Regions from separate parts of the Mus musculus genome. Here all the other regions are linked to region 2. Evidence: chromatin contacts called from public HiChIP or PLAC-seq and promoter capture Hi-C data. All regions are on one chromosome and are shown on one strand. Each heading gives the region's core, a stretch centred on a gene start, on an enhancer-like site or on the middle of the called end of the contact. The rest is flanking DNA. Distances are from core to core; before and after follow the strand shown. Region 1 holds the start of Racgap1 (Rac GTPase-activating protein 1). Region 2 holds the start of Prpf40b (pre-mRNA processing factor 40B). Region 3 holds the start of Tuba1a (tubulin, alpha 1A). Region 4 holds the start of Lmbr1l (limb region 1 like). Region 5 holds the start of Asic1 (acid-sensing (proton-gated) ion channel 1).

Region 1 (4,372 bases), core at 381-2,880, 360 kb after region 2:
AGATCTGCAGCCAAATTATCTGAGTGATCTTTAGCTCCACTAACACACCAGACACCTCCTTGTGACTATCAGATGAAATTTTGGCCTGAATTACCTTTCACCCGGAGAATGGCAGCACACACCTTGAATCCCAGTGCTTAGGAGACATAGAGGTAGGCAGATCTCTGTGAGTTCCAGGCCAGCCTGGTCTACAGAGTTCCAGGACATACAGAGCTGTTACACACAGCAAAACCCTGTCTCAGAATAGAAATAAAAACAGAAACAAACACACACCTACCTTTCATCAACCCAAAAGCCAAGTTGACCAGCAGACAGCACTGAAGTCTAACACAGCATAAGAGTCCCTATCTTTACTGCACCCTGGCAGCCTGACATGCAGCCTCATCAGTCCACAGAGGTTTTAAAGGTTAGTAGAAGACAGTCTTACGTGAAATTACATGTACAATTGTGCTGGCCTGTAGCTCAGCTGATACCATGTCTCTCTAGCATGACAAGCCCCTGGTTTCTGTCCTCAACACAGCAAATACTGAGAATGGCAGATCACACATGTAATCTCCAAGTTATCCTGTAATGCCTGTAATCCCAGCACTCCAAGGACAGGAGGCTCAGAAGTCCAAGGTTATCCTTGGCTACAAGAGGCCAGCCTGGGCTACATAAGACACTACCACACATACACGGAGTCCAGTTTATTTAGGAGTGATAGAACTTTAAAAGGTAAACAGTAAATCCAATAACCTTCCGATACACTATTGGGAGTACTGCAGTCAGTCTCTCCCCCTCTTCCTCTCTTTCTTCCTCTCTTTCTGAGGCACAAAAACAAAGCTCTCATTCCAAGGGAAATGAGTGAGCCAAATATAAGTGACCCTGGCTAGTGAACATGAATCCAGAATACCAAAATACTACGTTGTGATATAACCATTCTCACTACGTTTTATAGTTAAGAACAAGTCTTAGCTTTTCTGTTGGTGGAAGCTGTTCATATAAATTAATACACCCCAAAGGGTTTCACATGCAAATCACAGAACAGTAGGTAGGTCAGTGACAGAGGTGGGCAATAAATTATTAAAAGGGGGGGGGGCCTGGAAAAAAAAAATCACCCGAGATAGGCTCCGAATTTGCAACATTCCAACTCTCCACAACTAGGGATGTTCTAATGAGCCTTGTGGGAGACAGCCTAGAAGGTAGAGGCTCTCCACGTCAGGCCGCCGGGTTCCCCAAACACCTGATTTCTCCCTCAAAAGAGACTGTTCCTCGGAAAAGGGTATGAGGGGGCTCTCCCCGCCATTCCCACGCCCGGCACTGGGGCTCGCCAAGACCACCTTGAGGGAACCACACCCGCACCCGGCCGGCCACGCCTCAAAAGGACGCCCCGACTTTGCAAGGAGCGCCACGCCGAGAGCAGCCGGGTCCCGCCGCCCCCTCCCCTCGCCCGCCTCCCCGCCGCCCGCTCGCTCGCTCGCTCGCGACCTCGACCGGCTTACCGAGGCTCCCGGCCCCGCGCACACGCAACCCCGTCCGGCCCGCGGCGCTCACTCTCCGGCCGCCGCGCCCCAGGAGGGCTGCTGTCTACCAGCGACGCGCCTCACTAACGGCAGTGTAAAACCGCGCCGCCAGATCCGGTTCAAAATCACGCACCAGCCAATCACAGAGGAGCTCATAATCACGAAGACGCAAGTGTCAGGGCCAGGGGGCGGGCGCAAAACGGAATGGGCATGCGCATTACATTAGCGAGACGCCCGAAAGGCGGCCATTTTGACTAAGGGCACACACACAATTTTGCGGGAGTAGTGGGTGTTTCGTGGCCCGTGTAGGACTCACATTCCAGGCTCCAGCTTCCTTTCTTGCAATTATCCTAATGACCTGTTGACTAATTGCATATTATTTCTTGCCTCCTGTTTCCCCACGCAGTCAAATAGGACCCTTGGAAACTAATAACTGAATAGTTTTCGGGTCTCACTGTAGAATAGGAAGAATTCCAGAAGGAGACAGAGCAGCAATCATTTTAACCATATTTACTGAGCTATAATTATCCCTCCATTCATTCACGCATTCATTCAGACTTCTATTTGATGCACAGTAAGTATGCCAACTTCATAGCAAGCACTCTGCTAGGAATCAGAAAAAAATACCGATCATGTGGTCTCTGCTTTCCAGTAGCTATGAATGGGGGAAGACAGCTCAAGAAAACAAATAGAAATGCAAAATGAAGTGTTATAATTCCATTTAATAAGTGGCACTTAAAATTTGGCGTCGTATTGGTACAGAGGCTTTGAAACTTTGAAAGATCTGGACCCAACATCAGAAATGCCTTTTACGTACACCAGCAAACTATTCATCTTAATCTATTAGTGTGTTCCCAATGTTTCTGTTCCTTTTTTTGTTATGTCTCTGTGTTGGTGTCCCTTCCTTCCTGAATTTACTAATTACTGGTAGGTGTGGCTACTAGCAACTTGACAAAATACTGGCTAGCTAGAGTTTACTAGAAACAGTGATCCAGGTACACCCCTTTAACCCCAGCACAGCAGAAGCAGATTTCTGTAAGTTCAAGGCCAGCCTGGCCTGCCTCAGAAGTCTAACCACCAAGGGAACTGAGCCCTTCCTCGAACTCTTTACAACCGTGGTATTTTCAAAGGCAGTTCTGGGTGGGTGTGGTGGCACACACCCGAAACCCCAGCACTTAGGGCGTGGAGGCTGAGGGATTAAGACCAGCCTCTGCTACTTAGTTTCACACCAGCCTAAAACAAACAAAAAATCAGATCCAACCATGGCTCTTCCTTGCTGAAAACCATTAACCGTTTCACTTCTCCTCCTTAAAAAAAGATCAGGGTCTTTAACAGGGCTCCCCTAACCTGGGCTTCCGGGCTCTCCAGCTGCCCCTCCTGACTCCCTCCTGTCTACAGGTCCTGAAGTGCACCAAGCTACTCTTAGCATCCAGCGCTTGCAGAACTCTTGCTGTTCCGTCTGCCCCAAACATCCTTCCTGCCCATTCCCCCAACTTCATTTGACTAAGTCCTATCTGTCCTTTGGGCAACTTGAATTATTATTATTATTATTTTAATGCTTTCTTCAAAGGAGTCTATGCTGCCTGCCTCTGTGTGCTTTTGCTATAATTTCTAGCTCCCTTCCTCCTCTGTGTGAGTTACCTCATCGTTTTCTGATTCTTCTAGTTACTTTTGTAGGGCCTTCCACGTGCTGTGCTTTGGCTCAGGCATCTATAAGTGGAAACAATGTCTGACTCTCGGGGCCTTTCAGACATCCTTGTAAAATGAAGCACATGTCCCAGTACCAAGTATCTGCTCAGTAAATACCCCCTTGCTTTGCTGGCCAGTCCATCGGCTTCCAGAGAACCGCAGTAGGACTCCTTTGATTTACTGCTGCATTTAGCATGGTAGGCAGCCCCAACAAAGTCATTCAAGTGCAGGTGAGTTGAACTCTACCAGATGGTGGCAGTATTCCATCCCACCACCCAATCTACATATTCCAAACGATGTCCGGTGATGGGCCGGCTGGAGTGGGGGTGGGTGGGGCGGGAACGGGATGGAGACACTGCCCTCCAACCCCTCCACGGAACCCAGGAGCCAAGTATCATCTCACTCAGCACCTTTTGCCTGATGCACCAGACTGGTGAGGACCTCCAAATTGAGTTTTGAGCATTGGGAGCTGGGGTCCACTTGAACTGGGAAATGCAAAGGCTCCAGTTCCAGGAAGCATAGGGTTCGATCCTAGCTCTGCCACTTACGGGAGGCGCTGGCTTTTAACCTGGTTCTTGAGTGTCGGGCCTCTGGAGACGCAGTGGTTTCGAGTGCCGGGATGCTGGTGGAGGCTGGCTAAGTCTGTAAAAGAGCTTCAGTGTGCGGGAACGCGCCGCCGTCGTGCGGCAAGTCATTCCCGTTGGAGCACGAACGCTAGGACCCTTGCTGGGCAGCCCCATCCCGCCCCGCCCGCCCGAACTCCTCCATGCCAGGAGCCAGACAGAGGCGCTGTCACCAGACTCACTGAGCGCTTTTGTCTTTTTACCTCGACTGCCCCACCCGGCTGTGACTTCCAGTTCCTTCTCATCTACTCTCAGCCTCTTTCTAGAAATACAAATTGAACCTCCTCCACTCAAGGGCCTCAGCATCACCAGCACCACCCCCAGTCCTGCTGTGAGCTCTCCTGCCCTGGGAAGGAGTTCGTCTTGCATACTTTGGGTACGGAGGGTGGAGGCCCAGGGTCAAACAGCACCAGGCTGAGGACTCTGTTCTGGGCCGGCGATCTAAAGGCAGATGAGCTGAGATTGATGTCTGAAGCATGGGCAGACTCCAACCCAGAAGGCAGAAAGGGAAGCAGGCAGACATATGGAGAGAAATGGGGAATCCATGCAGTGTGACTG
Region 2 (3,985 bases), core at 1,111-3,610:
CAAGTCAATCTGGGCTACACAGCTAAACCCTACCTCAAAAAACCAAAGCCCCTAAACCACACAGTAACAACAACAAAACCGTGCTTTTGTGCTCTCTCTCTCCCCCCCCCCACTCCCCACTCCCCCCGCCCCGCCCCCCGCCCCCGCCTGTGTGTGTGTGTGTGTGTGTGTGTGCATGTGCCAATAGCCCAAGTTTTAAGTAGATCCACTCAGGTAAAACCAGATGCTTAACTATGCTGTGCAGAAAAAACATCAGGATGAATGAGAGTGAAGTAAAAATTGAGTTTATTAAGATAAAAAAGAGGGCTCAGAAGTTAAAGGTGATTGCTGCCAGGTCTCTCAAGAGCTTGCCTCCTTTATCTTCTCCCTGGAGACAGCCATTTTTGATCTCCTGGACCAGAAAGCATAGTCAAAGGAGAGAACTGGTATTTCACATACTTGTAACAACACAGGTCACACACACACACACACACACACACACACACACACACACACAAAGTGCCCCCCCCCCCCCCCCCAGACAGGGTTTCTCTGTGTAGCCCTGGCTGTCCTGGAACTCACTCTGTAGACCAAGCTGGCCTCGAACTCAGAAATCCACCTGCCTCTTCCTCCCAAGTGCTGGGATTAAAAGCGTGTGCCACCCCTGCCCGGCTCACAAAGTGCTTTTTAAAGGAGAGGCTGGAGAGATGACTCAGTGGGTAAAGACAATTGCCATCAGTCCTGATAACCTGATTAAATCCCCAGGACCCAAATTGTGGAAAGAGAGAAGTGACCCCAGAAAGTTGTCCTCTGGTTCCCACATGGGTGCAGTGAGCACACATGTGTCCCCCTCCGCCCCCCGATAAATAAATAAAATAAAAGCAAGAAAACATAAGGGAAAGAAGAGACTTTAGATTTTTTTTTAAGCTCGGTTTTGGTTTTATTTTGTTTTTGTTGTTTTGTTTTGTTTTGTTTTGTTTTGATACAGGGCTTCTTTGGGCTACACATTTCCCTGTGTATTCCTGGCTGTCCTCGAACTTGCTGTATAGACCAAGTTGGCCTCGAACTCAGAGATTTGCCTGCTTCTGCTTTCCAAATGCTCGATTAAAGGGGTACACCCACTACCACCTGACATACATTAGATTTAAAGTGCATCATGGATTTGTTATTTGAGATCACTTCAAGAAAGACAAATTAGATCTCAGGGGAAAGGGTTTCTTCCCCTCATGTCCGGCTTTTCATGACGTCCTGGGACATCATTTTAAAGATCAGGTCTCTCACTAGTCAGAAAACACAATGTAGGCTAGTTCGGCTAGCCGCTGAGCCCCAGGGATCTGTCTGCCTCTACAACTCAGTGCTGGCTTGAAGAATGAATATAAGAACTTTTAATACAACTATTGATAAAGCCAAATTGTCTATAGACATAAAGAGGTGTTTTCCTGAGTCAGGTTCAGAAACCTACAGAAGGAAACAGGCAACGTCTTGGTCTTTACCCCGGCTTTGGAGGGGTAAAGAGGTGCAATGCCTCCAACCAGGGCCAGCTGTACTAGCCCAAGAACTTGAGCATGCATGCCCATTAAGTAGCTTCGAGTTCCCTTATCTACATAACTGAACGTTTATCTCTCACTGTAGATGTTACAGAGGCAGATTCTGAAAGTAACCCAGCGCTAAGCGAGAGGCACGTACGCACTCATTTAGGGGATTTGTCGGCTTTGCCCGACACATACGGCTGCTGGCACAGGAGTTTAATTAATAGTTCTTGAATTAAGAAATTAAAACTAAAGCCGGGCGTGGTAGCGCACGCCTTTAATCCCAGCACTCGGGAGGCAGAGGCAGGCGGATTTCTGAGTTCGAGGCCAGCCTGGTGAGTTCCAGGACAGCCAGGGCTACACAGAGAAACCATGTCTCGAAAAAAACCAACAACAACAAAAAATTAAAACTAAAGAAAATACGCAGGGAAAAGAGCCGCTCTGTGAACCGCTGTAGTGCCCTCTGCGCGGGAGAAATTAATGGCTCGGTCCGGTCTGGGTGGTGGCCGCGGAGTCGCGGGCAAGAAGGGGGCTGTGAGCCGGGAGAGCCACGCCGCCCTGCGCAGCCAGCGCGCGGTCAGTCCCAGGCCCGCCCAGGCGCGCTCCGCCCCCGGGGGTGGGCCCAGGCGCGCCCCGCCCCAGGGGGCGGTCCCAGGATTCTGCGCACGTGGGGGCGGGGCCTGGCGCTCCGGGCCGGGGGCGGAGCCGGGCCGGGCACACCGGGCCGGTTGGGGGCTCCGCTCCTCGGCGAGAGCAACCGGAGCCCCGGCCACGAAGGGGTGCGACCCCCCCACTGGCCCCGCCCTCCCGGCCGAAGCCCGGCCAATCAGAGCTGTTTTTACTGGCGAGTGGGCCGAGCCGGCCCAGCTGCTCTGAGGCTCTGGCATGGTAACGTCCCCGCGCGGGGGTGGAGAGGCCCGGGGCTGTCTCACAGCGCCCCCTGCGGCCCGGGCTCGAGCCGGGGAGGCGGGAGGGCCGCCGGGGCACCCGGGACCCTGAGGGAGGGCGAGGGGACCGAGGGGTGAGGAAAAGAAGCCCTGTAGGTAGGTGGGGGCGGGGAGTGAGGGTAGAAGGGGCGGGGAGGCCATTATGGTGCATGGCGGGGGGCGGGGGGGCGGGTGCGACCGGGGGCTGAGGGGACGGAGAGCCTAGGCGCTGTGTGAGGAGGAGGAAGGGATGAAGTGAACGGTGGGTCTGTGGAGAAAGGTCGGGGGCGAAGGGAGGGCAGGCGATGGAAACCAGTTGCCAATCCTAGGCTATTTGGCGTGGCCCGTGCCCCTCCCCCAGACCCAGGCTTGTGCCTTTTGGAAGCCCCAGGTGCCCCTTTGGACCTTAGGGGACACCCTTCCTTACCCATCCGTTCTCAAAACCTGTCTCCCGAGGTTAGGAGGGACTTCTGAGGAAAGAGATGCTCCTGGTTTCCACCTCAGAACCGGAGTAGTCCAAGAAACGGAGGAGCAGAGGCCCCTGGGTCCCAACCCTGGCTCTGCCTTCAGACAGACTGTGGTAACTCTGTGTGACCTTGGGCAAGTCACTACCTTTCTCTGGGCCTTGAATTTCCCATTGACTTTTAAAAAGGAAAATGGGCAGTATGATAAACGGACTCTCCATCCGTTGCAGAAGGGGGCGGGATTTGAGGAGGGAATTCAGGCGAAGGGGTTCTAGGATGCGTCAAGCAGGAGGATGTTGGAGTGGAGACCTTCAGCTTGACTGGGGAAAATTTCTCGGGATTTACGGATAAGAGATTTAAAGCTTGCAAGGCTGGGTCCTGGCAGGCCTGGGCCTTGGGAATCCCGTTGGAGAAATGGGAGAACTCTATAAATAGAGGAAGTTGAACCCTGGAAGTTCAAAAACGATGAGAACCAGAAGTAACAACATTCTGTTTCTTCGGGAGAGTGAAGAGGTGATGGAGGATCAGAAGCAAAATGTTGTATTCTAGAAAGATCTCTAGGCTCTTTGTGGGGAGCAGAAGAAATGCTAGGGCTTACACACCAGAGTAGAGGCTAGGAAGTAGGTGGGGGAGGGGCTGGACCTATTTGGGCTCTGCAGGTCAGTGGAGACAACAGGGTGCTAGAGCTCAGCTGTTCTTTGCAGCGCTCTGCATTGAACCTAGGGCCTTGTTAATGCCGGCAAGAACTGTAGTGCTGAACTACTCTGCCAACCCCGTTTCTTTTTGATGATGGCTGCCTCTCTTTGAGAAATATGCCTCTTAGCCTTCATTTTCTTACAGTTCCTTTGGTGAATAAGTCAGTCCAGGCCTACCTAGGATCACCTGGTTGTCTCAGAATCTCAGGATTGGGATTAAAAAAAATGAGGCTAAGAAATGTCATCTGTGCCATCCTTCTTTCTGGGAGGCAGCTTTATGGGGTCGGACTGCTTGGATTCCAAACCTGCCTCCGCCGTTTAATCTCTGAGAACTGTAGCCACGAAGTAACCTGTTAGAACCCCAGCTTCTCCATGAAATGGGGATACTTTCT
Region 3 (4,393 bases), core at 917-3,416, 340 kb before region 2:
ATCTGCAAAGGGAGAAGACGTCAGCCATCGGCCACCGAGGACACACACAAGCTCACTCACCCTTCTGGGTCTGGAGAGAGATTCTGAGTATGTGACCAAGAAGGAATGCCTGGGGAAGCCCCCAGCCAGCTTACCGATGACCGTGGGTTCCAGGTCTACGAACACTGCCCGGGGCACATGCTTGCCAGCTCCTGTCTCACTGAAGAAGGTGTTGAAGGAGTCATCTCCTCCCCCAATGGTCTTGTCACTTGGCATCTGGCCATCAGGCTGGATGCCATGTTCCAGGCAGTAGAGCTCCCAGCAGGCATTGCCGATCTGGACACCAGCCTGGCCAACATGGATGGAGATGCACTCACGCTGTGGAAAGAGGGAAAAAAATTATAAAATTAAGCTGTTATAATATTAAGCTGTATTTCTATTTTAGATCTTAATAGATTTCTAAAGTGTTTCTAAAAATAGAAATATTGTTGAAATTTATTTGGAGTCACATCCCTAATAACAGGAACAATGAGGAGTACTCACTACAAACACCAAAAGTGGGTGTGGCCTAGATGTCACCTTAATACTGCTTAAGACATGGTGCAAACCCATTGTTTCCAAAGCCTTGCTTGAATAGAACAGCTTTCATATTTGAAAAATATTTAAAGCATAGATTCTGTAAAACAAAATAATTATCCATAATAATACTAATTGCTTCTTTACCCGATAAGTAAGGATGAAGTTTTCATCCTATAGGACCTGGTATTTCATCATGGACATCTGCAGTGCGGCTGGGGCCAACAGCCACACCCTTCTGTGGACCCCATCAGTACTCTGGCTAGGCTACATAATAAAGAGTCTCACACTATAGGACCTTCTATTTCAACACTGACATCTGCAGTGCGGCTGAGGCCAGGAGCCACACCCTTCTGCAGACAGACCCCATCAGTACTTTGGCTAGTCGACAAGCTAGACAAAGTCTGATTTCTGCATTGCCACGTTCTCTGTGCCTGGTGCTAGCCTGTGCTGTTACATTATTTAACAGAGAAAGCTCTATTTCCAGCAGCTGTCTATGCGATCTCTTTGTGCTGCTTTCATGGTCCCTCCTAACCCTGGCTGGGGCCATTAGCCTGAATTAATGAATTAGTGCACATTTATTAGAACAAAAGATGGTTGGGTGCAGAGTATAATTTTTTTCTTTGCAGAAAATCCATTGTTTTTTGAAGGTTTTCCACTGTATGGAATGGAAATATTCTTAAAGCAGGCTAAGTTAGAAACAATGAGCGCCAACATTTTTTAAAAAAACAAGTGAAAAGATAGCTAAATTTAAAAGTAGAAAATAATATTTTTATCCTATGAATCTCTACATACCACTAATATTTCATTCTATAGAGATACACGTCTGTTGTGGAGGGACTACTTTCATTGTCTGCGGGGGTGGGGGGCGGGGAAGGGCGTTTCCCTGGGTTCTGACCATCAGCGTACTCTAGGATTCACAAAGTGGGCTTTGTCATTCCCCAACCATCCAGCTCCCCTCCCCCCTCAGCGAGATGTCCCCGTTAAGCAAATCGTATTTTTGACAGCCCTGCAGACGAAACATCCCATGACTACAGTTCCACAACGATTTTTTTTAAAGTAAAAATAAAAATAATTAAAAAAAAAAAAACCGCTCGGAAGAGGCTTAGTGAGAACCAACCCCTCCCAAAACGCCACGGAAGCAAGAGACAAACAACCCCGCCCCTGCGCCTCCCTGACAGCGGCTGCCATGGATCCGACGCAAACTAAACATTTTCCTAGCGAAGTGGGGCGGTGTTTCTGGAGTTCGGGCTCGGCCGCCGCCCCTGCCCTCCTACAGCAGCGGACCCTCGATCCCCCACCCGTCCCCGGCGGTCCCCGTGGTCCCCTGCAGTCCCTGGCTCTGCCAGCGCTAGCTCATCGGCGCTGCCTTTGTTCTTCCCGGTCTGGGCGTTTCCGTGTCCCGCACTGCGGCGGCGGGACTCAAAGACTAAGATAAACTTAAAGCATGGAGACCACCCTTTCCCCGCAGAGGTGACCAAAGCCTTAGACGTTTCCTTGCAGATCTGGGGCGACTGACACCCACCCTCTATCTACCGAGAGCCGGGGAAGGCTTGCTCACCATGGTTGCTGCTTCGCGGCTGCCGGGTGGATGGCGGAGGCGAGGAGGAGGTGTTGCTTCTTACAGCGCGACTCTTAGGCGGTCGATGTAAGAGAACCTGCGGCACTTGGGCGGATGCGGCTCCTTATATACAGCTCTGTCACCATGGGGATGGGCCAGGGCCTTTTCCTGTTGGTCCAGACCCCTCTGTCTGCCCAGAGAAGCCGCGACAGGAGAGTGGTGATTGGTGCAAGCGACATGGTATGAGGTAATCTCTCCCCCACCCCTTCCCCCTAGCATCCGTAGACTTTGCATCCTTCAGACAAAGGCCGTGCAAAGGCAGCTAGCCGAGCATCCATTATGGGGTGGAGTTGGGGAGGGGTGGAAAGGGAAGAAAGAAAACTGGGGTTGGATGATTATACGTAGTTTAAACCTTAAACTGTATTTAAAAATCATCTAAGGTTTTTCCCAACACTTAATCACAGAATTTATGTTTAGAATCTTTTTGGAAAATTCCAGCTTTTCATTTTTAATATACTGAATTTAATTACGTTCTGTCAGAATTCAACATCTCTATTTGCTTTAAAAAGTAGCAGAAGATACGGGGGTGGTCAAAAAGGCGTGGCTGAATGTTTAGTTTCATAGTTATTGTATTATTGTTATTCTTTATTATTATTTGAGCAAAAGTCAGTACGAGTAGACCACGCCTGTGACCTCAACAGCACCTGGGAGTCAGAGGCAGGAAGACTTGCAGCTCAAGGTCATCTTAACTGGCCTTAGTGGTTTATTCCTGTGTATCCCAGCACTGGGAAGCCGGGGATTGCAGCTAATTTGTGCCCACCCTGGATATATAGTGTGATATCCTGTCTCAAAAACCAAAAGAAAAAGAAAGAAAGAAAGAAAGAAAGAAAGAAAGAAAGAAAGAAGAGAAGAGAGAAATAATATACAAAGTAGTACTTAATACTAGAGAGCTTTCTTTCTTTAGCTGTAATTCTCTCCCATCACCCCTCCGTGCCCGCCCCCCTACCCCACCCTACCTCACCCCAGAGCCTGTGTTATTTTGTCCCTAGAAATGAGCCATCCTTTCTAATATGGAATTCAGAAACTGTAAGGAGAAAGAATTGAGTTTAAAAACTAGCTCTTTGTGTGGGCTTGTATTTCTCCAGTCTTTTTTTTTTTTTTGGAGGGGGAGGGGTGATATCAAGTAAAAAATAACTGAGATGCCAAATTAAAAAGAGGAGCGTTTTATAATATAAAAGGAAACCATTTTGTGATGTTTTCATCCCCAGACAACTGTGCAGTGCCAGCCCTGCTGCAGTTTTATGTAGTTCCCTGAATTCTGTAAATAGCCCCTTCCGCAGCTGGGCTTCTGACTGTGGGAACTGTAGCTGCTCTCCCCAAGGCTGCTCAGCCAGAGACTGTGGTCCTTGCTCAATTGCCCCTTGGGACAAAAATGCCTTGCTTTCACTCCTAGGAAATAGATTACAGTGGCACTCTCTTGCTATGTAGAAAGGCTCCGTTGTCAGCAAGGAAGATCTCTATATAGTGAGTCTCCGAGCTGCGGACCACTGATAATTTGCAGGATGAAATTTTAGAGGAAAAGAGATATTTGTTTGGGCACCGAGCTAAAAATGTGGATTTTGACAGATGGCTTCCCTTTCAGTAGCAGAGTCTTGGTCGCCCGCAGCTCTGTTTGCGAGCCCTGTGGAGTCCATTCATTCCGGCTGGGCTCCCAAGGCGCAGGGCGCTGGTGTGGGAGGGAGAGCCTTGGGAACACAGCAGCTGCAGGTTGTGAGCTAACAATGGTGGCCATGAGTTCTTCTAGCCTGAGGTCCACAGCTCTGCCTTTCTTGTTTAAATTTATCGTAAAAGTCTTTTCTAAAGAAAAACAAAACAAAACAAATCAATATAACCCACAAACAAAGAATTGTCTACTTCTTGCATATTTCCTAGGAAAAACAACCCCCTCATCTTCATTATTTTATAGCAGAGGGAAGAGAGATGACTTGACTACCTCTAACATGTAAGTATATCAGCAAGAACAAGAACTAAATGGTGTCAGCGCTCTCTCAGAGAAGGCCACACCCATGTGCTCCGATATTGTTCTGATCACTTCTCTCTTAACTCTTATGTTTAGAATTGATAGTAATGAATAAATCCCAACTGTGCTTCATTAAAAAAAAAAAAAATTAAACAGCGGAGAGAACATAAGGATTGACAAATAGCTTGTTGAAAAGATCGTCACAATTAAAAACTATTTCATTTGTGCATGTATTGTGCAGGTGTGCATGTGTATTT
Region 4 (4,615 bases), core at 370-2,869, 380 kb before region 2:
CCTAAGCTAATGGCTTAGGAGGCAGAAACACATACTGAGCAGTTTCTTCGGCCTCATCCCTCCAGGTGGTCAGTATCTTATAAGGCCTGGATGTGCCCCCCCCTGGCCCCCCACCGTGATATGCCCAATCCCCAATGTGTACCTCTCCCAAGGAACACAGAAGAGATGCTACCCGACTCTTATCCTGGGGCTAGATACTCGTATGCCCTCATTGGTAAGGGCAGACCTAGTCCCCTTTACCGTTTCTTCAATCTAAGCATGCCAAGGGGTAGCCTAAAGCTCAGCCTGAGAAAAATGAAGAAAGACACCATCTGAGCCCTCCCCTTTATTCAGTAAGATCTCCTTCCACTCCTCCAAACCCTTCCCTTTTCATTTAGTATGTGCAGAGCTCTCTGGGAAAACAAAACAAAATAAAACAAAAAAACCCAGCAGACAAAGAGATTATCATTCAAAGCAGGCCCAAGGAAAATAGATTTCCCTAAGTCCCACGGGTGCTCCTACCCTAGAGTAGTACACTGCCGTATGGAAAGTTCAACTGCAATTCTAGATTAATGCTTAAAGAATAAGAAATACAGGCTAGATGCGCTCAGGATCACTGCGGACCCGGGACCCTCCCACCCCCACCCCACCCCACCCCACCCCACCCACACATGAGAACTCACACGGGATGGCTGGAAACCCAGTCTGAGTGTCAAACAAATTATCCGGAAGTCGTGCGGGGTGTGTGTCATTGTATTGGCTTGTGTTTGGCATGCTGCATGCCAGAGGCCCAGGATTCAATCACAGAAGGAATGAAAACAACCACTACTACAGGGGAGAGAAAACAGGCGGGGAAACCTCGGTGTTCCTCCATCTCCACTTCTTACAACCCCATCTCGTCGGACAGGACTTCTTTCTTCCTTAGTGGGAGGACCCACTACAGCTCCCACTTTTCCTTCGCCCCTCGCGCCACCATCGCATGTCCCCGGTTAACTGCTCAATGTGACCGAGTCTCCCTTCATTTCAACATCAACCATGGTTGCCCTTCATCTACTTTTAAGGGGGAACACGCACACTAACTTGTCCCGAAGCAAATCCATCCTTTTCCAGAGGATCAAACGCTCCACACTAGAGGACCCCCATCGCCAGGAACGCCCACGGGGGTGGAGTAGAAGGGGCGGGGGGAGGGGCGAGCGGCCGAGGAACGGAAACCCGGCGGCTTTGTTTACGGCTCAGGGACCCAGCCGACCCGACCGGGAGTTCACCGGCCCGGCCCCGGCGCTCGCAGGGGTCGAGGTGCTCCGGAGCCCAGGCAGCTGGACTTCCCGTCTCCATCGCGGCGCGCCCCTCCCACCTCGGCCCGGCCCCTTCCCGCCCAGGTCCCGGACTCACGATGCACTCGCGGACCCTGTCGTGGAACAGCTGTTCTCGCACGGATAGCACTTCGTAGTCAGCTGCTTCCATACTCTGCTCAGCATGACTGGGGCGGGGGTGTCTCCGGGCCCGGGGAGGACGAGCGGGGATGAGGCCGCCGCCGCCCGCCAAGCACCCGGACCCAGCCTAAGCGCCTCTCCTCGCTGCCCGTGACGGAAACTCAAGGTAATCTGGGGCTCAGATTCTGCGGTCGGACGCCCCGCCCTTAAAGGGGCAGGCCCCAGCCCGCCTAGTCTTAAAGGGCTCGGGTCCCCCTCGGTCCCCTCCCCTTTAAGGTGGGGTCACTCGCAAGCACGTTTCAACGCAAGTACCCGCCGCCCGGCTACGCGGAAGTGCCAGGCTTGGTGCCCAGTGACGACACAAGGCCTGGGCGGGTTTCTTCAGAGGAGCGGAACTTACTGGTTCCTCGTAGACTGTCGGTCATCGCTAGGAGTGCGCTGATAGGACATTCTGGGAAAGGAGGCGGGATGTTTTTGGCCTGTCGAAGCTGTTCTAAAACTAAGAGTCCTTGTGGTCCACGGCTGAGATGTGAGGGTTGGTTCCAGGATGTGTATCCGTCAGGATTTTAGTTTAAACGAATAAGGTTGGGATCAGGTCAGCCCGTCGAGAAGATGTAAGCACCACGGGGTCTTCTGAAGGGACGGCTGCCTGTAACCCAAAGGTCCATAGCGTTTTCTTTTCTTTTTCTTTATTTTTATTTTTGGTTTTTCGAGATAGGGTTTCTCTGTGTAGCCCTGGCTGTCCTGGATCTCACTCTGTAGACCAGGCTGGTCTCGAACTCAGAAATCCGCCTGCCTCTGCCTCCCAAGTGCTGGGATTAGTGGCTTGTGCCACCACTGCCCGATGCGTTTTTTTATTTGTTATTGGAGTTTCCCTGCCACTCCAGACAGCTTTCACACAGTTATTTTTGTGGAAGGCCTAGGGTATTAGAGAACAAATAGTTAAAAAACAAACCACAACAAAAACAAAAAAACAGGAGACTTTTTAAAAATGTCATGAAACTTTTGTTTTGTTGAGACAGGTCTTGCGATGCAAACCAGGCTACCCTTGAATTCTCAGCTTCCTAGTTGATTGCATGTATTACCAGGCCCAGGCTATCCCGAAACTGAGGAAATATCCCAGGGAATATTGGTGAGTGGGTTGAGTAAAACATTAACTCCCAAACATTAACTCCCTGCTATGTGCTGTTCTCTTTATAGCCTTTATCTAATTTTAATGTTTTAACATTTTAACGTTTTAACGTTTTAATTTGAAACTAGAAAATAGAGGTTGGCCCAGTCCTACTTTGAGATTCAGAAACCATCTGGGCATTGTGGCACACGTCTTTTAATTCAGCACTAGGAAGGCAGAAGCAGGTGGATCTATAAATTCATGGCCAGTCTGCCCTTTACATAATGTTTTAGGACAACCAGAGTAACATGGTGAGAATTTGTCTCAAAAACAAAATAAATACATCCCGTGTATACATTTATGTTTATATAGTTGGCCCTCTGCATTGTTGGGTTCTACATCTGTGGGTTCAGCTAATCTCAAACACAAAGCAAAAACCATTTGGGAGGGGTAGCTATAGAGATGGCTCAGTTGGTAACAGGAGAAGGACCTAAGTTCCATTCCTAGCACCCACAATTAATGAGTAGTGCAGGCTGGTGAACCCGGGGAGGTGTGGACGGGAGGATCCCTAGGGTCTGCTGACTAGACTAGTCAGCGAACCCTATTCATGTAGCCCCAAGTCCTAATGAGAGACCAAGTCTAAAAACACATCTGGGATACAAAGAGAGACCCTGCTTCAAAATACAACAGCAAAATACATCTAGGGCTGGGAATGTTACACAGTGATAAAGAACTTAGCATGAGCAAGACCTTGGATTTGATTCCCAACACCATGAAAAAAAGTCTTGGGAACAAAATTATGTCTGTACTGAACATGTGCAGATTTTGTGTTCTTGCTGGTATACCCTAAATTTTGTTTTGTTTTTTGTTTTTTGAGACAGGGTTTCTCTGTGTAGCCCTGGCTGTCCTGGAACTCACTCTGTAGACCAGGCTGGCCTTGAACTCAGAACCACCTGCCTCTGCCTCCCAAGTGCTGGGATTAAAGGCATGCGCCACCACTGCCCGGCTATACCCTAAACTATTTATATAATTTTTACACCGTATTGAGAATTATAGGTGCTGGAGTATTGGTTCTAAATATTTTGGGCGATATGCATACGTTATATGCAAATTCTGAGTTGTTGGCATTTTTTTGTTGTTGTTTTTTTGTTTTTAAGACAAGGCCTCTCTATAGTCCCAGCCTTCTCAGAATTCAGTGTTTAGAGAAGGCTGGCCTCAGATTCACTGAGATCCAGCTGCTGCTCCTCCTGATGCTGGAATTAAATACACGTGCCACCATGCCCCACTCCACCACACCACAGTTGTAAGTTTTACACTTGTACGTCTGTTTCTCTCTCTGTCTCTGTCTCTCTCTCTCTCTCTCTGTGTGTGTGTGTGTGTGTGTGTGCATGAGAACAAGTTCATGCCCAGGTGCACATGAGGCGGTCACAGGACAACTTTGGGGAGCTAATTTTCTCCTTCCACAGTGTAGGTCCCAGCAACTGAGCTGAGGTTGTCAGGCTTGGCCAGCAAGTGCTTTTGAAAGCCACCAGAGTCCTCAGACATTTATTTCAACTATGAGAAGCGTGGTGCTTTAATGACAGTGGTATAGTGCAAATCAGGTTGGGCACACTCCTGTCTGCACAGGCTTGTAATTCCAGCACAGAGAAGGATTGAAAGCTGAGGCAGAAGGATGTAGGTTGGCCAGCTTGGGTTAGGAAGTTCCAGTCTAACTGGGAATACCTAACAAGGCTTTGTCGCAAAAAATAAACCAAAAGTAGACATTGTCTCAACAAAATAGATCAAAAATAACTAAAAGACTTAGACTCGCTGGGCAGTGGTGGCGCCTGCCTTTAATCCCAGCACTCGGGAGGCAGAGGCAGGCGGATTTCTGAGTTTGAGGCCAGCCTGGTCTACAGAGTGAGTTCCAGGACAGCCAGGGCTACACAGAGAAACCCTGCCTCGAAAAACAAAACAAAACAAAACAGAAAAAAAAAAACCAAAAAAACAAAAAAACCTCAGAGTCAAACCAGAGCATTTCATTCCTATTGACTGCCATGCATAAGATTCAGGTCCATGATATGCCAGGTGTTAGGTGTGTTGAGTAGATATG
Region 5 (4,469 bases), core at 333-2,832, 380 kb after region 2:
CATCACCTTCCTTCCCTCCACCCACGCTGCTCCCTGCTCCCTCGGTAACATCCCAGGTGATTGAAGCAATTTGCAGCCATTAGAAGAGGCTCCACGTGTCGCTCAGCTTGTGGGGTTTGCAAAGATGTTACAGATGTTCCAAGATGGTCCTCCCCTCCCCCGAGGACATTGGAGAGCCTGGAACCAGACTAGACCCAGGGCTAGAATCATCACTTAAACCCCGTTTGCGACCCTCCTAGAGTAATTCCTAGTTTCACAGGCCGCCTCCCCCATTGCCCTTTAAGTGGAGTTTAAGTATCCGAGAGAGTGCTGTCACCTGGTGGCTGCCCAGGGGCATGGCAGCCCACCAGCAGCGCTTGTGCCGTTGGACAGCTCCCCAGCCGGAAGGCGAGATACTATCTTTATTTTGGCAGCTTGGCGCTCTGGGTCCTGCTGAATGGACCTCAATCTCTCACCAGACCTAAACCCCTATCCCTGGAGAGACATCTTCACTGGTTTCTAGGGTACCTCTTACTCCCAACCCCTCACAAATTCTCATCAGCTTCTTCCCTCTATGTCAGGTTCATTCCTCAAACTCAAACCCAGAACCATGTCCCTGAGACCTGCTTCTCACCTTCCTTCTCTCAGAGCTTCACCAGCCTGTAAGTGGAGCAAAGGAGCTGCAATGGATATAATTCTGATCTTGCATCACACACACACACACACACACACACACACACACACACACCACACCATCATCTGACACCATCAGACCTCAACAGCCTCTGTGTTAAGAGCTCCTAATGAGCATCAGCAAATTAACAACTTCCCCTTGATTGCTCCTTCTCTGCTAATTGGATAGGGAGGGCCCCCCCCCCAAGGCCTCGGAGAAAGAAAGAGGGAGGGAAGGAGAGAGGTGACAGCTACAGGAGCAGCCTCCAGGTTTCAGGACTCAGATTTCTGGTCCATCCCAGAACACACTCCTCCTTGCAGCCTTCATTTTGTATCTTTTTCTTTTTCCCTACTTCTGCCCCATCTGCCCTCACTTCTGGCCATGTCTCTTTTCTTCTCTCTGTTCCTCTCTGCTTTATAGATCTGCCAATGAGGCACTTGCACACGGGCTGCTTAAGAAATCCACTGATATACAAATGGGGTCTGGGTGGCCAAGGGTATTTATATATGTGCATGTGTGTGGGTCACATGAAGGTGGGAAGCAGGAATAAGAGCAGGTGAGTGAATGTGTACAAACAGGTAAGTGCTCGTGTGAGGGTCAGGCTTCAGGGATGTGTAGGTGTATGTGATGTGTGGATGGCTGAGTGGCAAGGTAAGACTCCGGTCTGAATGTGCCTGTATCTCCACACAGGCAAATGCTTGAATCAGTCAAGTGTGACTGTGACTCGGAGTGTGTGTGTGTGTGTGTGTGTGTGTGTGTACACGTGTGCATGTGCCATCAGAGGAAGCAGCAGCAGCAAGAAGCAGGAGCTTCGATCCGAAGGAGACAACGTGGGGAGGGGGACGCTGGGGGCAGACACCCTCCTTCCTGCGCGCACACGTGCGCGTGCACACACACACACCCCATAGTCACACACGCACACACACGCGCACACACACACAAGCCACAGGGCCTCGCAAGCAGAGAGCGGAGCCGGCTCCGGGATCCGAACGAGGCAGCTCTGCTGAGAGCGGCGGGAGGAGGCGAGCCAGCGGGGGGAGCCCTCGGTTCCGCTCCCGGGCCGGGGGCCCCCCGCGCACACCGGCCCAGAGACACCCTCGCAGACACTCGTAGGCGCGCACGCGCACCCTTTCCCCTCCTCCTCCCCTCCCGCCGCCTCCCGGCCGGACGATGGATCCCTGCAGATCCCGGGGCTGAGAGCACCGCGCAGCGCCAGCGCGCCGAGCCCCGGGCGGACCAAGCCGAGCGAGCAAGCGCGCGCGGGCGGCGGACCGAGCTGAGCCGAGCTGGCCGAGCGGGCCGCTCCCTGCAGGGCTCTACGCGGGTGCCGCGGCAGCCGGCGGCTCGGGCTCCGGGCCATGAGCCCCTCCGCCGCGCGGCGCTGAGCCCACGGACCGCCTCGCGCCCCAGGACCTGCAGCGGCGGCCGGCTTTCCCCAGCCCCCTCAGGTGGGTTTCCGACCCCGCTGCCTTGGGCCCCGGGCTTCCTGGTGCCCCAAAGCCGAGACTCTCCTCCACTGTAGCTTTCTCCAGCTTCTGGGGAGGCTCGGCGGATGGGGAGGGGGCGGGGGGCCGAGCCGGGAATATGACTGCGACGAGAAGCTGGACTGGAGGGGGTGCGTTCGGGGCGGGGATAACTGGCTGTCATAGGGAACCGCGCCCCCCCCCCCCATTCCTACATCCACCTCAGGCAGCCTACCATCCTCTCCCAAACACACACACACACACACACACACACACACACACACACATACACACACAGCCTGCGCCTATGCCTGTGCTTGTTTGAGAACTGGAGACACAGAAGGTGAGGATACAGGCAGGGCCCCTCCCCAGATGTGCCCACCTCCGGAGAGGTGGCCCTGGTTTAGCTCCTGAGGTGACAGCCTGTTCCTGGGGATACCCTTGATCAAGAGAAGAGCCCCTGACCCCTGGTTCAGCCCATTATGGGGAGTTTGATCTTGGCTGGGGTAGATATTCCTGTCCCAGAGTGACCTCACATCTGGAGGGAACTCCCATGCCTGCCTGTGGGTGCATCAGGGACTTCCCTCCTTCACTCTAGTGGCTGTATCTGGGGTCCCCCATAGTCTGGGAAGCTTGCAGACCATTCTCTCGACCCGAGCTGACCCCCCCCTCCAAGCCTCTATGTTTTAATGACTGTCATCTTGGATGGTCCCTCGTTCAAGCCACCTTTGGAGCCTGCATGTCAGGGAAGTCTTCCCTTGGACAAGCAGTGACCTCCGGTTAAGGATTTTGAATGGACATAATTGGAGGGGCCCTATATGCGCCTTCATCTCAGGACAATGACAGAGTCTTGTCTCCTCTTTCCTCCCTCTAGGATCCCCTTGGCAAGCATGGAACTGAAGACCGAGGAGGAGGAGGTGGGTGGTGTCCAGCCGGTGAGCATCCAGGCTTTTGCCAGCAGCTCCACGCTGCACGGTCTTGCCCACATCTTCTCCTATGAGCGGCTGTCTCTGAAGCGGGCACTGTGGGCCCTGTGTTTCCTGGGTTCGCTGGCCGTCCTGCTGTGTGTGTGCACTGAGCGTGTGCAGTACTACTTCTGCTACCACCACGTCACCAAGCTCGACGAGGTGGCTGCCTCCCAGCTCACCTTCCCTGCCGTCACTCTCTGCAACCTCAATGAGTTTCGCTTTAGCCAAGTCTCCAAGAATGACCTGTACCATGCTGGGGAACTGCTGGCCCTGCTCAACAACAGGTGGGCAGCTCCCATCCACCCCTCCGCATGACTTGTGGAGTAACACCGTCCTTAGCCCACCAAAAGTCAAACAGCTCTGCCCTCTAGCATTCCTTTAAACCTGCCGCTCAAGGCGGAGGGGCTGAGATCATGCCAGTACCAGTTACCTACACACAATCTCTGATTCCAGCTTAGGTCAAAACAGCTCTGTCCCCACCCAGCCTGAGCTAGGAGATGTTAGCTCTTTCCCCAGAGAGCATCACCTACCTCCTGGTACTATCCTCCTTGCCTCACTTAGGGAATGGGACGGACCACCTTTTTTTTTTTTTTTTTTTTTTTTCCTTTTTTTTTTTGAGACAGGGTTTCTCTGTATAGCCCTGGCTGTCCTGGAACTCACTTTGTAGACCAGGCTTGCCTCAAACTCAGAAATCTGCTGCCTCTGCCTCCCGAATGCTGGGATTAAAGGCGTGCGCCACTACCCCTGGCTAGGACGGACCACCTTTTAAGGGTCAAGACTGTACCATCCAAGGCTCCTGCCCTACAGAGCCTTTGTCTTCTTGTATTCCATGTGTCAGGCTCTCCTGGCATACTCAGCTTTCCATCTCTGCCTATCTATGTCCAGATCTGATCCTCCAGGGGCTCTGAGTGCTGCCCCCACCCCACCCCAAGTAGGGCATGGGTACTAGCGATCATGTTGACCCATGTGCCACTCACCCCTGGGCTCCAGGTATGAGATACCGGACACACAGATGGCTGATGAAAAGCAGCTGGAGATATTGCAGGACAAGGCCAACTTCCGTAGCTTCAAGCCCAAGCCCTTCAACATGCGTGAGTTCTACGACAGAGCAGGGCATGACATTCGAGACATGCTTCTCTCGTGCCACTTCCGAGGGGAGGCCTGCAGCGCTGAAGACTTCAAAGTGGTGAGTGAGGCCCCGGTATGGAGCCCCCCATCACCCTGGTCTCTAGAGGGGTGGGGGAGATGAGGAGCATGGTTTATGTTTGCTTTTCTGGGAGGGGAAGCTGGTGTTGTTTGCTTCTGGCCGACGGGGACTTTCCTCAGCACGTGGTGTCTTTGTACTGCATGAAGACTTGGGCCTTTGCATCCGTGATAGCAGGCGAG

The links. Promoter capture Hi-C pulls out the DNA fragments that hold promoters and counts their contacts. HiChIP or PLAC-seq counts read pairs in DNA pulled down with a chosen protein or histone mark.
Region 1: an H3K4me3 HiChIP or PLAC-seq map of bone marrow-derived macrophages shows a contact between it and region 2, with 4 times the contacts expected there. The contact joins the promoter of Racgap1 here to the promoter of Prpf40b in region 2. A contact is called at or near these places in 1 of 484 Hi-C or Micro-C datasets (embryonic stem cells), 2 of 115 datasets of contacts at active chromatin or transcription factors (bone marrow-derived macrophages and embryonic stem cells) and 2 of 9 other capture datasets (liver and pancreatic islet).
Region 3: an H3K4me3 HiChIP or PLAC-seq map of stem cell-derived neural progenitor cells shows a contact between it and region 2, with 6 times the contacts expected there. The contact joins the promoter of Tuba1a here to the promoter of Prpf40b in region 2. A contact is called at or near these places in 3 of 115 datasets of contacts at active chromatin or transcription factors (bone marrow-derived macrophages, pancreatic cancer cells and stem cell-derived neural progenitor cells) and 1 of 9 other capture datasets (adipose tissue).
Region 4: a contact with region 2 is called in a promoter capture Hi-C map of cranial neural crest. The contact joins the promoter of Lmbr1l here to the promoter of Prpf40b in region 2. A contact is called at or near these places in 2 of 39 promoter capture datasets (the HPC-7 cell line and cranial neural crest) and 3 of 9 other capture datasets (adipose tissue, embryonic stem cells and pancreatic islet).
Region 5: a promoter capture Hi-C map of liver shows a contact between it and region 2, with 3 times the contacts expected there. The contact joins the promoter of Asic1 here to the promoter of Prpf40b in region 2. A contact is called at or near these places in 5 of 39 promoter capture datasets (the 3T3-L1 cell line, embryonic stem cells, hippocampal neurons and 1 more), 1 of 484 Hi-C or Micro-C datasets (embryonic stem cells), 1 of 115 datasets of contacts at active chromatin or transcription factors (stem cell-derived neural progenitor cells) and 3 of 9 other capture datasets (adipose tissue, liver and pancreatic islet).

The regions. Positions count from the first base shown.
Region 1 is chr15:99,650,026-99,654,397 of GRCm38.p6, forward strand. Racgap1 (Rac GTPase-activating protein 1) reads right to left here and starts at 1,631. Exons shown (of 17, transcript NM_001253808.1): 1 at 1,482-1,631.
Region 2 is chr15:99,292,878-99,296,862 of GRCm38.p6, forward strand. Prpf40b (pre-mRNA processing factor 40B) reads left to right here and starts at 2,361. Exons shown (of 26, transcript NM_001370635.1): 1 at 2,361-2,551. It also overlaps a transcript of Fam186b not described here.
Region 3 is chr15:98,951,335-98,955,727 of GRCm38.p6, forward strand. Tuba1a (tubulin, alpha 1A) reads right to left here and starts at 2,167. Exons shown (of 4, transcript NM_011653.2): 1 at 2,117-2,167; 2 at 135-357; 3 at 1-2. The coding sequence starts at 2,119. B430209F14Rik (a long non-coding RNA gene) reads left to right here and starts at 3,999. Exons shown (of 4, transcript XR_875650.3): 1 at 3,999-4,118.
Region 4 is chr15:98,916,479-98,921,093 of GRCm38.p6, forward strand. It overlaps Lmbr1l (limb region 1 like), which reads right to left and starts at 1,620. Exons shown (of 17, transcript NM_029098.3): 1 at 1,372-1,620. The coding sequence starts at 1,443. It overlaps Gm41396 (a long non-coding RNA gene), which reads left to right and starts at 1,491. Exons shown (of 5, transcript XR_001781764.2): 1 at 1,491-1,578; 2 at 2,435-2,544.
Region 5 is chr15:99,668,795-99,673,263 of GRCm38.p6, forward strand. It overlaps Asic1 (acid-sensing (proton-gated) ion channel 1), which reads left to right and starts at 1,583. Exons shown (of 12, transcript NM_009597.2): 1 at 1,583-2,100; 2 at 2,990-3,367; 3 at 4,074-4,269. The coding sequence starts at 3,006. It overlaps Gm34880 (a long non-coding RNA gene), which reads right to left and starts at 1,062. Exons shown (of 4, transcript XR_875662.3): 1 at 614-1,062.